2 separate regions of the Ovis aries genome follow, and region 2 is linked to region 1. The links are chromatin contacts, called in public Hi-C maps. All regions are on one chromosome and are shown on one strand. Each heading gives the region's core, a stretch centred on a gene start, on an enhancer-like site or on the middle of the called end of the contact. The rest is flanking DNA. Distances are from core to core; before and after follow the strand shown.

What was found. A called contact is a pair of places that touch in the nucleus more often than the background predicts.
Region 2: a Hi-C map of mixed tissues shows a contact between it and region 1, with 3 times the contacts expected there. The contact joins the promoter of ENSA here to the enhancer-like site in region 1. A contact is called at or near these places in 6 of 16 Hi-C or Micro-C datasets (blood, mixed tissues, muscle and 2 more).

The regions. Positions count from the first base shown.
Region 1 is chr1:100,510,486-100,516,049 of ARS-UI_Ramb_v3.0, reverse strand. The region is part of intron 11 of RPRD2 (regulation of nuclear pre-mRNA domain containing 2); the gene reads right to left. Among named protein-coding and RNA genes, the nearest start is that of TARS2, 4.9 kb to the left of the region's middle. Within about 2 kb of position 2,194, at least 8 of the 54 cell types and tissues checked have an H3K27ac peak or open chromatin away from gene starts, as enhancers often do.
Region 2 is chr1:100,620,085-100,625,648 of ARS-UI_Ramb_v3.0, reverse strand. ENSA (endosulfine alpha) reads left to right here and starts at 2,029. Exons shown (of 4, transcript XM_004002459.6): 1 at 2,029-2,210; 2 at 3,872-3,997; 3 at 5,309-5,475. The coding sequence starts at 2,154.

The sequences.
Region 1 (5,564 bases), core at 945-3,444:
CCCTTCAAAATGTTGAAAATGACTCTCAAAGAAGTCAAGCCCCACTCCATCTGAATGCAGGACCAGTGTTATAACACGTTATGCTGTCTCACAGGGACCAGGATCACCACCATGCATCATGTTTGGTAGCTCATCTTTTTTTTTTCTCTCCAGGGAACAGAACTAGGAGCCTTTGGGCCCTAAGAGGCCTTTAATAGGGTGGAGAGAAAGTTAATAAAAAGCCAAGAAAACAGGCAAAGAGGCGTCTTACCAAATAACCTCTACTAGTCTAAGGTTAAGGAAAAAAGCAGAGTTTAGGAAATAATGCCAGAAGGTTTCATAGAAGTCTAGGGAAAAGAACTCCTCAGAAAAGGGTACACTAGACCCTGAATCAATTTTGAGAAAACTCTCAGCTTTACTCCACTCTTAGAATAGACATCCTGTTAGTTACAGCTTTGGTTGAGCAGGTATTGTTTTTATCATCTTTAACTGTTTGTAAAAATTCTCTCCATGGAAAAGTACAGTACATTTCCCTCTTGTTATCAAGAGCAACACATACCTCCAAATTTTCATTCTTAGAAGCAAAATTTCCCTACACCAAAGCGGTAGAAGATATTGAGGGAAAAAGGAGAAATATAAGAAGGTAAAATACAAGAAAGCTTTGTATCATTGCCACCAAATGGTTTTGAGGCCCAAAGAACTAGCAGAGTGGCTAAAGCTACAGTAGGTGCTGTGGGGAGGTTAGGTTAAAAAAATCTTTCCCCCCTTAGTAATAAAGATCTAGGATGGGGCCAAACTTTAACTTTGCTTTAAATATACTACAGAGATAGTCCAGCCAACTTCGCTGAGTAAATTGAGGGGGAGACATTCTAGCCAGAGCATGGGGATAAATTGAAAACAAAACCTTGGGCTCCCCTAAAAAGTCTCTAATAAGATTGTCCTTTCCTAAGACATTTCTTGAGTCGGTACGAGAGAAATACAGCCACCACGCCTTTTAAATGACCCTGGTTGGTCAGTTCAAGAAAACATGAAATCTCCTGAACACAGGAGCCAGTGTCAACTTAAGTTCGATGCTGAAATAAAGTAGCAAAAACAAAGACTTAAGTACCTTGAAGGAAGGTCCTAGATATTATCTGTACAACTATATGGCCCACTACCGAAAATCCAAGATTCCAACGTAATACTTTACTAATCGCTACTGCCCTTGGCAACGATTGGCCGCCTAGAAAACATGAGACCTTGAGTACTGCCTTATGTAGGTGCAAAGGATTTCTAGCCAGGGGAGGAGGAAACCCATCTCCTTTCTACACTTTCCAACTGAAACACCCCAAGAAAAATGTAGGAAGTTTCAAGTCTTATCTCCTCCTTCCCACAAATTAGGTGACAGAGGACTTAATTCTCAAGAAAGGGATCCAGTGGGGAAGGGAAAGGAAGGAATGTTGGAATATCTAATTTGCTAAGAACCCCAGATCCAGGGTGTGCTGGGTTAGTCAACACCGTTTTGAGTCAAACACAAACTGCAGCCTGTTTGTTTCCTCTGTTGGCACTGCTCACTAGCCCCTCCACCCACATCTGTGTTCTCAACTTTTGACTCCTGCCACAGTGATAAAGGAAAAGGATAGGGTAACTGCAATTATCAGTTTCCAAATAGATCTCAGCCTTCTTATCCGGTTCCCCTCAAACTTGTAACTAAGTATTGTTTCTTCTGTCCTCCCCCAGCCCCTAGTTTGTCAGAAATAATTTTACATGGCACTTGCTTCTTTCCTTTAAAGCACATGTGCTTCTTTCTACTTCTACATGGGGGTAGAGCAGGATGTTTACTTAAGAGCCATCTCATGGGTGTCCCTCTTGCAACCTGAATGAGTTATTACTCAGCAACTGTGAACAGCAGCTGACCGGACTTGCCTATACAGTTTACTCATAATCAAGTATGAGAAACACCTCCATACCCTAAAACATACTCTGCCTACATACATGAGGGGGCAACTCATTCCTTCTATACTATATTGGCCCAAATAAAACAATTTTATAGAAGTTGTGTATTTTCAACATGCCCAGAAAGGCTAGTGAGTTCTAAAAGCTGTTACTTCCTTGGGATGGGGACAGGAATCAGGTGGCAAGTCAAGGCCCCAAGTGGGGACCAGGAAGTTAGGGTGAGCCAGATTCCAGAAGCGGCCAGTACAGTGTACACCCCTACCTGCTGGGTGTGTTCCTAGACTGTGCTATTTCTGAAGTGTCTGGTGACATGCGTGCAGTTTCACATATTCAAGGCTGCTATTTAGGGCCTTCTACCCTGCCAGGGATCCAGGCCTGGTCTAGATGCAATGACTCTCTTTACCCCTTTAGCCAACATTTATTAAGCCTCACTGGGTCATGAAAAGGGATGGGGTGAGAGAGGGGTTGAGTGTGGCTTGTTACTGGCAATATGTGAGAAGGGTAGATGTGGGCAAAGAATTGTCCAGAAGGATCCTGACTGCCACTGCCCCAATTTCATGCTTTAAAAATACTTTTTTGCTCACAATCGTACAATTTTTTGGGAAGATGTACAAAATTATCATCCATACAGTATACCCACTTCATTATCAACCACTCCCTGAACATCTTGATCTTGCCCCACCCATTGTCCAAAATTGAACTGCCATAAAGGACTAAACAAAACCCACAAGGCCATAAAGATCTTAAGAAGCTCAGAATGCCTTCAGTGACACTGACTGTGGAAGTCAAAGCGGACAGCTGGACAAGATCAGAGAGGGGAAAAGTCAACCACACAACAAAGGAAACCATACTTTATTAAACAGGAAAACAAAAACATAATATTGGGGGCAAAGAGATTTAAAAAAAAAAGGAATGCCTGGAAGAGAGGAAAGCGCAAGCGGTCGCAAGGCAGGCTTGAGATGGGGGGTCTCTGGCGTGTGTTTGCCTCAGACCTGTGCAGGTGCACACACACCAGCCCCTCTACCCTCCTTGCATGTTTAGACCAAAAGCAAATACAACTGTTATCTTCAGAGATATATTCAGGCTTTTCTTCCTGCATTCCTGTAGCTGGTTTCACCTTCAGCCCTGGACAGTCATGTAGGGTCTTTGCTGGAGAAAACTTAGGTCTTTCCAACAACAGGCCTGTTCCTCAAAGCAGCAGTTTCAGCTTCTGGAGAAGTTCCCTCCTATTTGCATTCACCAGAGAAGCCAGGGGCCCTTGGTCAAAGACCCAAATCTCAAAGAAAAATGTCAAACCTTTAGAACTAGTTATTTTATTAAATGATATTAATACACATTTCAAAAGGATTTCATTGATGTTGCCTCTAAAGCATGTACTTGTTTTGTTTTCCACACTGAACACGTGAGAATATCAATCCAACATATCTAATTTAAATCTTAACAGGCACCCCAGCCCATTCAAAAAAAGGGGGGGAAGAGGGGAGGCAAAAAGGAGAAAAAGCAGTAATTTACAGCGGCTTCAAAACAGTAACAGCTGAAGCTTACTTCTGCATGAACCAGTAACTTCAGGACTGATAGTGAATATTCTGCAATTAGGAGTTTTAGCATATTCACATTATCTAGATAGGTTTGCTGTACCATATACATCACAAACATTGTATTCCTGGGACTGGAAAGGATGAAAGGCCTATTCTCTTATCATTTTACCCTCCCTGGAAACAAACCAAATTCTGTTTATTCTCAACAAAATTTGGGAGGGCAAATGGGAGCAAGGATAGAGGTTGAATCTAAGCTGACTGAAGAGTAAACTTTTACAGAATATTTAAGGACTCAATTTCTGATGTTGTATCACTGAATTTTAAGTGGTACCAGTGTACTCATGCCGCACCCACCGATTCTCTGTCTATGATTTTACAGTGAGCACCAAGAACCTTAGTAACAACTTCGCATTATCTGTTTGCATACTGAATCATGTCCTTGCCAAGACGCACTATACTATGCTTTTAAAAAAATCTTGTTCTGAGGTTGAAATACAAAAGTCAGAGCATGGGCACGGAGTTATAAATCACAGACACAGAAAGAATAAAACCCCTTTGTTTCATGTTATGAATACCAGAATTGTCTTGTTTCACTATATCACATATATATACACATCGTTGTCTTCACTGACTGCTGTAGGCAGATGTCCTTAAAGGTAACAAATAGCTGACAGTTACATACAAATCCTCATTTCAATCCTGAAACAAATGGATTTTGTGGCTTAAAAAAACAAAACACTCCACAGAAACCCAACCCTTAAAGTCCATCTTTTAAAACTGTACAAGGTCTTCCCTTTCATGTACTAGCTATCGTGCTTCTGAGGACAATTAACCTGCCCCAACATTCAGGAAACCACTTTGCTGACCAACCCCCCATTTTCTGATAAAAATCAAATGGTCAGAGAGCCTTTTCAAGTAAACACTACTTTTAGATTACTCGAGAGCAGCAGAAAGAATTCACATTCTTTTATTCTAGAATGAAAAACATCCCACTTAATTTTCTGCAAAAGAAAAAAAAATCTATTTCAGTCTTGAGTTAAAACTTCCTCCCTTTAACCTCCCCCCACCCCACCCTCACACTCTCTTATGCTTTTCTCTAAACAAATGTCTTAGGACTCAGTATAACTGTATTGTTTCTTTGCTTTGCTACACTATATACCTCATCCCACTTACAACATTGTGGTATCATGCATTTTTCTGCAGGGAGAGCTACAGCGCAGAGGCTTGAGAAGGTCAAAGGACGAACAGCTGGCCTAAGACCAGAAATGCATTAGGAAGATGGAGGACTCCATGTTTTGGAGAGCCCAAACAAGTAACATGGAATAAGTTACACAAAAACTCCCAAACTATGATGCACACCTGGTTTGAGCTGCTCTTTTACCTGCAAAGCAAGCTTATTCTGAGACAAAGAATCATCTTCTGTCACTACACTGCCCACGCTCTCCCATCTGTAAAACTTCACCGGGTGAATCCAAAGCAATCCCTACACTTCCTACAGTTACTTCTACACTAACTTGGAAGAAAATATGAAACTTGCTAGGATTTCCTTTTATAGTCTTTTACTCTTCTGGCTGGAGATTACCAGTGTGTACTTTACGGTAAGACACTAAATTAAAAAATGTAGTAAAGCAACATTTGCTTTTCAGTGTCCCTAAACACTCAAAGCGCAGTGATTGTCTTTTCCCAGTACTAGCTGTAGAAATACAAATAAGGAGCTTTTCAGTTCAGGGAGAAAAAAAGCACTTTTTTTTTTTTTCATGTAAAATGACTAAGGGCATAAACATTTTCTATTGAGAGTGGGAGGTAAGGATAAGGTGTGAGCCTTGAAATGTGACAGGTCATTATCCACAGAGTGGGGTAAATTTAAACTAATCAGGTCCTCCTGTGTGTCTGCAAGGATATGTGTAACATCCATTTGTCACTAAGACAGAACTAAAGAGGTATAAAGAAAGATGCTACTAAACTACCTCCTTCAGAATACCAAGAGGGGTGAATACAGGACTAGGTCAAGGGTAAAAGATAAAGACAAATACTTTCCTTTCCCCATAGTTAACTTTTGGTGATAACTACCAACAAATGTTACATTAGGGAGGCACCATGGTAAAAATGTCT
Region 2 (5,564 bases), core at 780-3,279, 110 kb before region 1:
AACCCAGGGTTCAAACCTATGTCTCTTACAACTCCTGCATTGGCAGTTCGGTTCTTTACCACTAGCACCACCTGGGAAACCCATATTTATGTGAAGAAGTCCAAATTTTATTCATATTTGGCTTCTACATTTATCCCAAACTCCAGATCTATATGTCCTATAATGCTAAAATTTCAGATATGGAGATCTGAGTTCACTTATCCTAAGACTTCATTGCCTGGATATCTCCACCAAATGGCTCACTGGCTTTGAAAAAGTCAGTGTTTTCAAAACTGAACACCTCATTTTCTATCTACTTCCAATTTCATTTCCAAATTGATTCCTTTCCTTGAATTTGTTTCTACAAATAGTCACATTGAGGCACATGGCCTGCTTATTCCCTATATTCAGTTTGATGCTAATCTAGTAGATTCCATTGCCACAGACTTTCTCAATTAGAATCACTGTTTTCTATTCTAAACTACCTCGTTTGTAGATTAAATACTAATTACTTCCCAACCAGAGTACTGCAGAGGACTCCTAGCTAGATTGTCCCCCTCTAGTATCTTTCTGTTTGGAATTCTAAATGATTTTTTATTCATTACCACTAGATTAATCTTCCTTAAGAACAATTCTGATCTGCCACTCTCTGGCCTAAAAGCCTTAAATATCCCTCCTAGATAACTAAATTATCCACTGGTTTCTTATCCTGACACTCAAGCCCTCCATGTTCTGGACTCAGTTCTAGTTTTCTAGCTTTCATACTGACCCCATCACCTAGAATGTCCTTCCATCACCTTTACCTGGCAAAATTAAAGCTGATTTCAAATACACAGCTCCATCATTAAGTCTTCTTTTCTTGGGGGGTGGGGGGTCGGGCGGGGGGGGGGGTGGGGTGGGTAGGGTGCTTAGTCGCTCAGTCCTGTCCAACTTTTGCAACCCTATGGATTGTATGTAACCTGCCAAGATCCTCTGTCCATGGGATTCTCCAGGCAAGAATACTGGAGTGGGTTGCCATTTGCTGAATGTGAACTTTCCTTTGAACCCCTTTACCACTTTATTAACATTTTAATTTCAAGCTGACCAGATTTTGCCTTGTATAATAATCTGTGTATTCTAAGATTCTCAGATTTTCCCACTAGAAATGTACTTAATTATACAGAAAAATGAACAGATAGCCCTAAAGCTGCCACAACAGGTTCCCTGGAAAATTAAAATTTAATATCAATTCTTCAGTGTTAGTATTAGACTGTTTTAATATAAAAATGACGTTTTTTAACTAACACTCTAGGAAGATGAGTCTCTTTTAATCTCGAAGATTTGGGTACACCTAGCATACTGTGAAAACCCTCTATGGCAAAGACTGCCTTACTACATATATATTCCTTGTAAAACTAAAACAGTACCATCTTCAAACACTCAATATGTTCGCGAGTATTTACGCAGTGTTTACCATGTACCTAGACCTGTGCTGTTTCAAGGAGCTCAGTTTCCATGGGATGGCACTGAACGAATAAAAAAACTGTACGTTAAGAGTTAAACGATGAAACGTAAGCCATCCATATTCTGCTGGACCATTCAGTCTCTCCATTCCACACCCTAAATGACACACTGGAAGAGTGAGGAGGACCACTTTAAAGTCCACTCTGACCTTCCTATTATTTTCTGGAGATTGATAATTTTCTGCTACTGCGCGAAGCTTAATCCTCTTCACCTGGAAATAAAAGGTTTCCAGCCTTTCGCTCTCCAATTCGAAGCTCAGAAAAGCCCCCTGGGGGCGACGAGGTAGGGCGGCAGAAAGTCTGACCCCCACGAAAGGAGCGAAAATGCCAAAGCTACCAGCACCACCCCTTAACCTCCCCCACGTGCTTCCAATTGGTCCTTGTGAGTCACTCTCTTCCCAGATCGGCGTTCCAGCTTGCCCGTCGCCTCCATAGAACCCACATTTAGCCAGCAACTATTGGTAGATCGTTACGTCATTGCCCTATCCACAGCTCCCACTGGCTCCCATAGGAAGGGGCGGTCGCAACGTCACAGGCAAGGGCCGCCATTTTGACTGAGCAATCCTAGTGACAGGAGCTGAAGAAGCAGTGCTGGTTGTCCCGTTTCCCCTCCCCCTTCCCTTCTCCGGCTGACTTCCCGGGTCCCCCACACTCCACAGTCCCGGTCCCAGCATGTCCCAGAAACAAGAAGAGGAGAACCCTACGGAAGAGACCGGCGAGGAGAAGCAGGTGAAATGGAGGGGGTGCGGTGGGCGAGTTGGGGGCGATTGTGATGGGGCGGGAGGCGGTCTCCCACCAGTGCGGATTGGTCGCCATGGTCTCGGGCTCTGCAGGGGTTGGCCACGTCTTGCGTCATGCAGGGTGAGTTTCAACAGGGCCTGCTGCTTTGGCTCTGGTTAGTTGGCTGGGTTGTCAATCAGTATAGTACCCTTCCTGATTGGTCAGTAGACCTACTGCTAGGCCTATTGAAGCTGTGCTGTAATTGGCCGAATCTGAGCGTGGGGCGGGTGTTTGAAAAGAGTGGGTGAATGAAAGGGGGTTGGTGGTCTCCGGATGAGATGTATGTTATAGGTTAGTAGGGGTAAAATGAACCAACAGCCAGGCTGGGTCCTGCATTCTGTATCCTAAAGATACAGGTCAAGATATAGACGTTTAAAAAGGGGTCAGCACCGGGGGAAGGGAGAAGAGTAATTATCATGGCTAATTTAAGACTGCAACTTTCTCAAAGAGATATTTTGATAGCTGGAGATGGTCTGTTGGCCCACCTTCAAAGAGGACCTTACAAAATTGAAGAGGGCTAGAGTTTCAAACAGAATAATGGAGATTAACCTAGGAAAGACCCCTAGAGAGTCATGAAAAGAAAGACGCCACCATATTTCCCCCCGACTTCTAAGATAGTGGGGACTTATTTCACCCGCAATTCTGTGATGAAAACACGGCAACTTCTGTAGGTGTTTTGTATTTGATTTATAACATTTAGTACTGGACTCGGGTTCATTAAATACCCCTGGGTTATATATGGGCCAGGTTTTCAAGGCAAAGGAATGCAATTCCACTAAAAAGAACCACAAATTGGCTTCATGTCCTTTTTTAAAAAGTCAAAGAAGAGGGCGACAGGGCCCACAAAAAAGGGAGGCAGAGAGTAACAACAACAGTAAGAGACCCTGCAAGTTAATTGGGCTCTTGGCTTGTTCCCAAACCTCCATCACTAGGGAAGGTGTTGATTTTTTGACAGAGGTGGTGGGTAAGTACTAGTGAACCCACTATATCTTAATTTTCCTGAGATTAATTTCTGTTTACTTGTCACCTTCCTACTACAATGTTTATGGAAACAATGCTGTCCATTATTGCTTTCCATTACTGACCATTGCTAAGGTGCTTTCTGGAGAAGGCCACAGAGCTAGCCTCCATAGAGAGATTTATCAAAAGCCTAGCTTAGGAGGGAACATCTCAACAGTTATCCCTTTCAATTTCCCATTTGACCTGTACTGTATTTTACAGACAGCTGGAGATCTCCCTACTAATCTTGCATCACCAGAATCCCTGCTAGCTCTGTTCTGTCTTTCCTAGCTTCTGTTCTAAGTGAGCTACTGCTTGCTCTTTGATTAAAGTATTGTTCTTCAGTATTACCTTTAACTCAGTACTCACAGGTCACTGGGGTGGTTCCCTAGGTGTAGTGTGACAAACAGTCACACTTATATTTTTTTCTCACAATACAGTCATCTTGAGCTTCAGGGATTTGAACAAAGGTCTGGCTTTATTTAAGAGTGTGAATAGCATGTTTACAAATGGGTAGATCTCCAGGAAAAGGTAATAGTGTAAAAGTTAGCAGATATTGGAAGCATTGCTTCTCAGTGTTTAATTTTACTGGCCCCATTTGTTTCCTCCAGGACACCCAAGAGAAAGAAGGTGTTCTCCCTGAGAAAGCTGAGGAGGCAAAGCTAAAAGCCAAATATCCAAGCCTGGGACAAAAGCCTGGAGGCTCCGACTTCCTCATGAAGAGACTCCAGAAAGGGGTATGGAGCACAATCTCTTACCCTCTTACTTTGGAACCAAAGGGGCTTTAGGGATGAGATCTGTGGAAGTTCTGCTGAACACTGATATGAAGGTTTTGTTGTTGGGAAGTAGTAAAGAAAAATTAGAAACTTGGTAAAAAAAAAAAACCCACAAACCCAAGGCAAATACTGTAAATTCCTGAAAGGGTATCAGTTATTTTCTGATTTCCCTCAGGATACTAAAGCTTAATGGAGGGGCATGTAGGAATGGCCTTGGAAGAGTGAGGGAAGGATGTCAGAGTCTGGAATGCTGACAGCCTCCAGATGTTTGCCTGTTTGGATGGTGGGAGTTTTAGGACTGCAGATGTAGGATTAGAGCTAAATTTTGAGGTGCATCATTTCCGAAGAAAGGCCCAGAAATCTGTCCTACAGATTTCCTCAACTTGAAATGATTTCTTCAGGCCCTTGAAGTTAGCACCAGCCATTAACTATGGTGCCTGAAGAGACTCACTGGAAAAGTCCAGAGTGGTCCTTCTCCCAAGGGAGAGTCTTACCTTCATAGCCTTCTAGCTCCTCTTCGGGTTCCTCAGTCCTCAGAGGTACCTAAAGCTGACTGAGGGGTTGTCAGTCGTTAACCTGCAGTGTATTTCTCTATGCAGATGAAATGGAGAGGGAAACAGATCTCTGTGGAGAATCCCAGTTACTGAGTCTTAGTCACAGATGATGAAGTGATGCTGATTTGCAGCTTACCTTGCTGTAAGCAAGACAGGCGTAGGCAGGCTCTCCCAGCCATGGAACATGTGTGGGAGTGGTTGGAGTAGGAGGAAAGTACATTATCCTCAGAAACAAGCCCAGTTTCTATTCATAGTCTGAGAGAACAGTTTCTTGTTTTGAGGTTGTTAGCTTGAGGTTGATCATCTACTGAGAGCCCCAGGTTGACCCTTTATATATCTTATTCATTACTGTTTCCCCAGCACCAAGCCCATTGGAGGCTAATAGGTCCTATATAAACCTTTGGGATTAAAGTCAGCAATATGGTTGAAACATTGTGGACTCATGGAGCTGTAAAAGGCTATAGGAGCTATCTCTTAACTCCAAAAATATACACCCTAGCTGGGAAACTGCTTACAAATGTGAAAAAGTCAGAAGACATTGGGGAGAAAGCATAAATATAGTTAATACTAAGCTGTGTATACATGAGGCTAATCAAAAAAGACTTGAAAGATCTGAGTGTGGATGCAGGTTTATAGGGTTTATGGTAGACCTGAGTCTCCTGGCTTTTGAGGAAGACCAGAGCTCCTCACTCACGTAAACCTCCCTCTTGTCTCTTAGCAAAAGTACTTTGACTCAGGAGACTACAACATGGCCAAAGCCAAGATGAAGAATAAGCAGCTGCCCAGTGCAGGACCAGACAAGAACCTGGTGACCGGTGACCACATCCCCACCCCCCAGGATCTGCCCCAGAGAAAGTCCTCGCTCGTCACCAGCAAGCTTGCGGGGTAACCTGGGTCCCCTCTGCCCCCCTTCTCACCCACTGGACTTTTCTATATCATAGGCAGGGACATAGGCACCTAGCTGTCTCTTCTCA